Regions from separate parts of the Mus musculus genome. Here region 1 is linked to region 2. A link is a contact called in public HiChIP or PLAC-seq data. All regions are on one chromosome and are shown on one strand. Each heading gives the region's core, a stretch centred on a gene start, on an enhancer-like site or on the middle of the called end of the contact. The rest is flanking DNA. Distances are from core to core; before and after follow the strand shown. Region 1 overlaps Rbfox1 (RNA binding protein, fox-1 homolog (C. elegans) 1). Region 2 holds the start of Rbfox1 (RNA binding protein, fox-1 homolog (C. elegans) 1).

Region 1 (4,222 bases), core at 1,261-3,760, 71 kb after region 2:
GAATGACAATCAAAGCTGTTCTTTGGCTTATACACACACACACACACACACATGCACACGCGCGCGCACACACACACACACAACCAGGACAAATAATTCACTTTATATTATCATATCTAAAGGAGTCAGAAGAAATAAAATGAAGAGGAAAATAACATTTCCCAGAATTCATAGTTTCACCGTCTCTCATAGCAAGTTTGAAAATGGCACTCAGCCATGTCACATGTTGTTTAGCAGCACCTACATGATCCTATTGCAAAGTGCTATCAATATCCTGGCTTAAAACATCTATTTCACTCTTTCAAAATAATGAAATGAGTATCACTGGGGTAAAATCAAATCATCCATAAAGTTGGATGCTTCTGCATGCTTGAAGAGTCTCTGTCTTGCCTTCTCCTGCTCCAGAAGTCGATGGTCTAGTGGATCCTCCTCCATTATCAAAGCCACTATTGTCCTATTTTCAATTGTCTCTCTGACTCTGTCTTGACAACCTCTTAAGGTCCCTTATGTTTCTATTGTCTGCCAGCCCACCCTGATAGTTCACAGTGCCCCTCCTTCTCTTGAACTGAGCAAAGTCTAAAACCTCACATTCTCACCAAGCCATTTTCTTACAAAAGGTGTTATTATTCAGGCCATACCTACTTTAGGAAGACCACTAATAGATTTACTGGCGAGGAAAGGATAGGTTTCATTGTCACTGGGCTTGGGTGAGGTGTGTGTGTGTGTGTGTGTGTGTGTGTGTGTATGCATGCATGCGTGTATGTATGTGTATATATGCTTATGCACAGAATACCACAGAATAGCAAATCACAATGACAGGCTTGTATGGTCATTGTGAATCATATCCCTTCACTCTAATACCTCGAAATGTTTGGAGAAAGGACTCATACTGTGTCGCATGCATTTACTTTTTTATGTAATGCAATTGCAGAGTCCAACCAAAACCAGAGGAAAGTGTGTGGATGTGAGCAGGCAGAACATGACAGCTTATCCATTGCCTTTCCTGCTAAGCCTCAGGGTAGCACAGTGCTTATTCATGGGCTCAATGACAACATGGCAGCTGCACTGATTTTGAAGCACCTTGCACACCCTGACAGATTCTGTCTCCTCACTGAAGGTCCAGTACACTGAAGGTCTTTCTCCTGGAACAGAGGTGAACAGACATAGCCCTCGGGCCACAGCTGGCACACAGACATTTTCCTAAGCAGTTGAATGGGAAGCCAGTTGTGTCTGCTTCCTTGTAGATAAATGATGACTGCTTTTGTGCTGTAATAGCAGGACTACATAGTGGCAAAATAGGTTATACTTGCAGTGTCTGGAATATCTACTCGCTACCTCTTTATGGAAAATAAAGTTGGGGATCCCTTGCTTTAGACAGGTGTATGCTGGTAATTTCCTCTCATGCTACCACAAAATTTGAACTGGAGGACCGCTCAGACATCAGTACCTATACATTCTTTGCTACAGCATCAGTAGTAAGAAATTCCTATTAACAATCTTTTTGCAAGTAGTGCTGGAATCAACTGATGTAAACATAGATTGTTTAGGGTTTTGTTTTTCCCCCAACTGTATTTACTGCGATATATGGTGCTCAGCTCTGGTGATGTATAGGAGCCAGTAAAAGCAGAGACTTAAATAGTGTAACTGTATTCATTTTAAAGTTTAAAAAGTTAAGATTTGTCTTCTGGAAATACAGGAAGCCATTTAATACTGTCATTGTGTCTAGATGAATAGACATAAACTTGGCACCTCTAGAAATTATCCCATAAATATCCATAAGACCTCGTGGGTGAGTCTGATTTGCTTCCGAGTCTTGGTTCTCAGCTCCTGAATCTCTCCCATTGCTCACTAACACTCACTGGGTGGAGAAATTAGATAGCTGTGCCTAAGAGCTGATGTTGATACTCTAAGCTCATCAGGGCTGGATGGGTGGTCAGAGTTGCCATTTGCCATAGGAGTCTGTCTGCTGCTGGCCATTGTGCTTGAGTTGGGGCGTATTTGCATGCCCACAGCTGCTCTGCATGCTCTGGTAGATACGTCGCAACTCTGGGGTTAGCTGATGCTCTGGCCGCAGAAGTTATTTTTCTCATTGCTGTGAGAGAGTGTTTAGCAAAAGGAATCGAAGAAAGGGAAGGTCTGTTTTGCCTCATAGTTTGAGTTCATGGTGTTGGGGTTCTCATAGCAGCAGGAGCATGAGTCAGCTAGTCACATTACATCCATAGTTAGGAGGTAGGGAGAGGGGAAATCTGGTCGTCGGCTTACCTTCTCGTTCGTATTTAGCCCAGCACTCCAGCCTATGACCAGTGCTGGGCATGTTTAAGGTCATCTTCCCTTGCTTGCAGGGAACTCACTGTGTGTTCCCTGGGGTTTGGCGCCCCAAGCTCACCCTTAAGCTCTACTTCACTTTGCTTCATGTTTAAATGTGCTGCCAGCACCAGATTGCCCCAACTTCTCAGCCTCGCCTGATAAGGCTGAGCTGCTGTTGTCGCTATAAGTAGATCAGCAGAACAAGCCTGTGATCAGTTTCTGGGGGGCAGCAGGACCTCTCAGTCTCTGGCTGCTGTGATCACAGGGCCTGAAGAACGAGAGAGCCTCTGATGCGTTCTTATCAGGCTGAGCCTAATGTCAACCCTGTTAGAGGGCCTGCGTCCGATCAGCCTGTAGCTTTGTTCTGAACCGTTCAGTAACAGCTCACTGGAGCAGAAAGAGCCCTGCGAATTGATATTATAAACCCGCATGCCTGTTTTATTCATTGCAGAGTGAACAGAATATAACACAAGTATTTATTTCTAGTGGTTAGAGAATGACATTTCTTTCCCCTTTCCCCATTGTTGCAGAATGCAGAAAACAACACGCGGCTCCGTGAACACAATTGCATTGAAAAGTTATTGCCAACTGTTCCTCGTTTCCATTATCTTCCACCCTCCTAAGCAGTAGAAGTGTGTGTTGAATATGTATGTGTGCGTAATATATATTACATTCGTTTGGATGGTCTTAATAAAGAGTCACGGGCTATGTATGTAATCCAATTGCTGCCAGTTGCGACTTCCATCTCTGGCTGTTCCCTTGACCTGTCTACCCCTCCTCATTTTCATTGAAAGTTAGGTTTTCTAGAAAAATTCATGAGACGTTGTCATGTTTCATTCATCCTTTGCTCCTGGGCATTCCTCACTGAAGGTCAGGAGCTATGAAATTTCTCTTTTAGAGCCTTGGCTTTGATATGGCACGGACTGGGCAATAGAGAAAATGAAGTGTGGAAAAACGAAGTTACGGCAATGTCTTAAATGGCATGAGGGGCTGCTCAATATGAGTCAGTAATAAGGGGGATACTGCCTATTGTCTGAGCTGGCCCATCTCTCCCAAGGTGATCAAGGGAAGAGCTGGGCACGTGGGTAACTTCAGTCACACTTAGAGCAACATCACTCTTGCTATTTTCCATGATGATAGTGGTGGTGGTGGTAATAGTAGATTATGCCATATAGAGGAGTGGCATTTGATAATTGTTAACATATAATGGTCACCTTCATAGGATTTCTTTCAGCAAATGTTCAAGTGATAGTTAATCTGTACTAGGTGATACCTGTGGTCCAGGCATACTGACCTAAGCATTCAATCAGCATTCCTTAGTTTATTGAGCCAACTGTATCTCCATTGGAAATTGTGTTATTAACCCCATAATTGTAATGTGGACACTGAGTTGTACAACTGACTTACCAAATTCCCAAGCTTCATAAGAAATAAAACTGGAACCATTACAGTCTTAAAACTCCCACAAAAAGGGCTATTCCCCCCCCCTTTCTTTTTAACTGTTCACTTGCTGCTAAGTCAGTCCCAAGGTTTTAGACACAATCATTTGGCCATGTGTCTAGACTGCCTTCATAGCTACCATTGTAAGAGTAGCTCACAGAGGGAAACGTTGGGGTGGCTAGGTGGCTTAGTGCTTAAAGGCACTTGCTGCCATGCCTTGCAACGTGAGTTCAATCCCCAGGATCCAGGTAGGAGTAGAAGAAAAGAAGCAACTCATACGAGTTTTCCTCTGACCTTCACGTATGGACCATGATAGAATGCCCCTGAGATGAATAAATGTACCAATGAAAAGCATAAGCCTGCATCAAAATAGGGAACAAGTCTCCACGATAGATGTTTTACTAATTAGTGGTTTTCTCCTCAAAACATGCACAACATCCACTCAAGGTCTGTCAGAGGCTACTCACACACAGCT
Region 2 (4,173 bases), core at 1,027-3,526:
TTTGGAGTTCTTGCTGATCATCATTTTGACAAAATCTATATTGTGCATCCTATTTGGAGAGAAAAGTGGTTTGTGGCAAGGGTGTGTCTGATTTGAAGGTGACATTGTGTGTGTGTGTGTGTGTGTGTGTGTGTGTGTGTGTGTGTGTGTGTGTGTGTGCCTGCCTGTATGTGTCCAGAAGTCAATGTCTGGTAACTTCTAATATCCCTTCCTTTCTTGTTGTTGTTGTTTTTGTCTTTGTTTTTGTTTTTGAGATCATGTCTCTCATTGCATATGTATTTCACAGATTCAGGAAAACTAGTTGGCTGTGAGCCCCAGGGATCCTCCTGCCTATGCCTCATGAGTGTTATCATTGTAGGCTGGCCTACCATGCTTATCACATAGGTCTTGGGTGTCTGAACCCAGGCCTTTCTGCTTACTCAGTATTTAACCAGTTGAGCTTTCTTCCAGGCCCTATGAAGGTGATCCTCAATTGTCTTCAGACCTTATTTCATGACAGCTCCATATTACTAGTTTCAAAGTTGCGTAGTACTAATTATGCCCTCATATTTCCTGGTATGAGAAGTGGGAATATGACAGTTTATCATCATCTGAGCCCTCACATCTGAAGTCAAAGATGGGTGAATGCTAACTTCGAAGGTTAGAGCAGAAACCGTGGCAACTAGCTACCTCTACTGCATACTGTAAGGAGGTGATGAGATACCAGGTTACTGTTACATGCCCAAATGGTTCTGGAGTCTAGGAGGCAAATGAAGTTGTTCAAGACTGTATAGCTAGGAAAGGAACAGCCCAGCCACCATGATTCCACGCCATGGAATCCCATTGGAACTGAGCTTTCCAAGGAAAGCGGCTCCAGTTCCTGCTTTGCATTCTTCTCAATGCCTTTCATTTCGGGGGAAGGGGGAGTGGGGTGTCACCTTTGTTTAGTATATTGCAAATTCATGTATCACAGCTGGAAGATACACATACCAGCTATATAAAATCCCTTCACAGATGAAACACAGCACCAGCAAGTCTGCACCTACTCTGTGGCACATTTCTAGATCACATCTCACAGTGCAATGCCAGCTAGACAACTTACCTAGTGATTGTGTGTGTGTGGGGGGGCGGTTTAAACTCAACACTGCTTCCTACTAGCTGCAAAGTGGCTGCCTAGTGTGAGTCTGGATTCCTGTTGGGTACCACTTTGCTTCCTGGGTCTGGGAATTAGCCCCTGCATCCGAGATGTGGAAGAATGGAGCTCAATAACCCACAAAGCTAATTTACTCAGATTTCAGCTATTATTTTGTTACTCATGAATTGCCTTTTCAAACTGAAATTGGGTGAAGAAGGGGTGGAAAGTGAGCCCACTGTTTTGAGACAGTTTCATGTAGCTCAGGCTGGCCTTAAGTTTGCTATACAGCTGAGCTCCCAATTTTTCTATACCAACTTTCTGAGTTCTAGGATTATAGAGGCTATCCACCACATACTGAGTATTCTTAGATAATTTTTGATCAGCTACCCACATGAACCTGCTAGATTTGAGTGTTGTTGTTATGGTTGTTGTTGTTCTTATTTGTTTGGTTGTTTTTGGTTTTGTTCATAACTGTGGCGGAATGGGTATAGGTGTGAAAATGTATGTGCTGTGTTCAAAGGGTGACCTCCAGGTATCTTTCTTTATTGCTTTTTACTTACGCTTTGAGAGAGGGTCTTCCACTAAACCACTGTACATGGAAGTTTCTGTTTGGCTATGCTGGCTCGACAGTTGAGACCCTGCATTCTCCTGTCTCTGTTTTCCCAGTGCTAGGAATGTGTGACACATTGCCTGATTTCTTACATAGGCACTGGAGATCCAAATTCCAGTCCTCAGGCTTATATGGTAGTATACAAACTCACATAACAACCAGTTGCAATTTAGAACTGAAGTCTAGGCTCTGGTGATGATTTTTATGTGGGTAAATGTTTAAGTTCTTTAAGTTGCAACTGATTGTCATGTAAGCTTACACATTTCTATTACTTATTCTCTCTAAAAATCTCATGCAGACCCAGCCCCTTGCAATTTGGCCCAGTTCCTCAGGACAAATGCCTTCTCTTTTCGCCTGATTCCCTGTCACTCCATCTCCCTTGGTCTGAGAACTAAATTAATGAAGAGTATTTGGTTAGTCATGTTGGGCGAGCTGCTCCCAAAATAGCTCCTTCCATTTTGGTAGCTCCGACCGACCCTGCAGCTGCCGCGTCCCTTCCTTGTCTGGGAAGAAAACTTTCACATTAAGAGTTGCTGATGCAGGGTTTTGTTTCCTTTCCCTCTCCGCTGCCTGTGGATGAGCACTTGGCTCCTGACAGAAGTGATTTGGCTCTCGGCTTTGTAGTTGAGAAGAAGTTGGGTCTATAGATTTCTTTCCCCCTCTAACTCTCTATTGATGTGTTCAGCCTTGGAGGGAATAAAGCCTCCATTTAAAGCATGTTGGCGTCGCAAGGAGTCCTTCTGCATTCTTATGGCGTGCCCATGATTGTGCCTGCTGCCCCCTACTTCCCGGGACTGATGCAGGTAATTCATGGCTTTTGCCAGCAAGCAACTTAACTCCAGAATGCTCTAAGTAATAATTGGAATTTTTATGGTTGAGAAAGCAAACACTTTTAATACAGGAAGAGAAAAAAAAGCCCTCGTGTAGTCAAAGGAAAGACAGTAGGAAATCAAAAAGATGGATCACCTTAATCTGGCTATTGACATCTCTCATGGATGAATAAATGGTGTAGTTGAGCTGTATTTGCTTGTATTGATCTGGGTGCTGTTTAACATTCATGCCTTTGCTTCGGGAGGTTGACCAGGGGGCAAAAGATTTGCTCTCTTCCCTAGCTTTCTGAGGGACTGGGTCTCCCAGAGCAGATCATGAGGCTCAGTAACTTATCATGATATGGCTTGCTTAAAGGCTTTAACCCCGGAAACAGAAGGGCAGGAAATACAGAGTGCTGCTGAGGACACCCCACACAGGTTGTTGTTTGCAGAGAAGCTTCCCCTTGCAAATCTGAGAGGCGACCCACAAACAAGAGGGTACACTGAGAATGGTCTCGCTAGGAAGTTCAGAGGTTATTCTGCAAATTCGATGCCAACTGTTTGTATTCTCGGCAGCTGGGGAGAAGTTAGGATGCCTGTTGTTTTGACTGCTAAGGCTATTATTCTGTGTACCGAGAGGTTTGTGTGCTAGCGAGAAATTGGACCTGTTTCTTTGCCTTATTGTACCTCCTTGCTGTCACTCAAACCCACTGCTTCTGGGTGTACGCCTGCAGTTCTCTGGGAAGCCAACATCCACTTGTGATAGAAGTGGGTCATTGTAGGAAGCAAGTGGCTATTTGTTGCTGTTCTTTAGAAATAAGCAACCCTAAGTAATAAATCCTAAATCTCCTTTCTATGGGAAAGGAAAATTAAATATATGCAGTACAACACTTTAGCTTTTTTTCCTGTAGCCCCACTCCCACCCAGCCCTCTCTGAGAGTTCTACAAAACTCTAATTCATTAATGACGACTTCTGTGGAGGATTGAACAAATATTCTTTTTATTCTTTGACTGTGACTGTGACTGTGACCTTCTATTAACTGTCAGAAGCTGGGTGGCAGAATGCACCCAGACGTCAATCCCGATAGCATCAGAACTGCCAATTACCCTAGATGTATGGATACTATTGCTACACTTCTATGTTATAGGTAAATAGACCAGCAGAGAATGGCCCTGGCACCAAGGAAGGGAACTTGTGGCCAGATGGTGACATGAAACTTAGGACTTGAAGGTGAAGCAGAGTAACAGTGCTTTTGGCTTCTGTTGGAAATTTGGGGTGAAGGTCAAAGGCTGGAGTTTTGTCGGCCCCTGTGCTGCCCTATCCGATAAATAATTACAAGCAAATCGCTCATTTCAGTCCGTGCTGATTGATGCTGAAATTGCTTTTGAAAGTTCTCATAAGTTCCTGTTATAGATTAAGTGCTGGTGCAGGAGAATAACGGCACCCACAGAAATGGGTGAATGTAATCAGGTTTAATGGACTCGAGAGCTTGTTGGGAATTAAATAACTATCGATTTGCTGGGATGTTTCTGTCATTACAAAATGCCACTCTGAACGTATTACCCCAATGATAGATGAGAAGACGCTAGAACCAACTGCAAAGCTGGGAAGGCACTATTTCTTCCTCTTTGGCAAAATG

Evidence for each region. HiChIP or PLAC-seq counts read pairs in DNA pulled down with a chosen protein or histone mark.
Region 1: a contact with region 2 is called in an H3K27ac HiChIP or PLAC-seq map of heart atrium, with 6 read pairs. The contact joins the enhancer-like site here to the promoter of Rbfox1 in region 2. A contact is called at or near these places in 1 of 39 promoter capture datasets (liver), 4 of 484 Hi-C or Micro-C datasets (the HL-1 cell line, cerebellum and liver), 2 of 115 datasets of contacts at active chromatin or transcription factors (embryonic stem cells and heart atrium) and 2 of 9 other capture datasets (adipose tissue and pancreatic islet).

Annotation. Positions count from the first base shown.
Region 1 is chr16:7,138,606-7,142,827 of GRCm38.p6, forward strand. The region is part of intron 1 of Rbfox1 (RNA binding protein, fox-1 homolog (C. elegans) 1); the gene reads left to right. Among named protein-coding and RNA genes, the nearest start is that of Rbfox1, 71 kb to the left of the region's middle. Within about 2 kb of position 2,511, at least 8 of the 459 cell types and tissues checked have an H3K27ac peak or open chromatin away from gene starts, as enhancers often do. A contact at or near this core is called in heart atrium, where this site is marked.
Region 2 is chr16:7,067,559-7,071,731 of GRCm38.p6, forward strand. Rbfox1 (RNA binding protein, fox-1 homolog (C. elegans) 1) reads left to right here and starts at 2,277. Exons shown (of 13, transcript NM_183188.2): 1 at 2,277-2,527. The coding sequence starts at 2,441.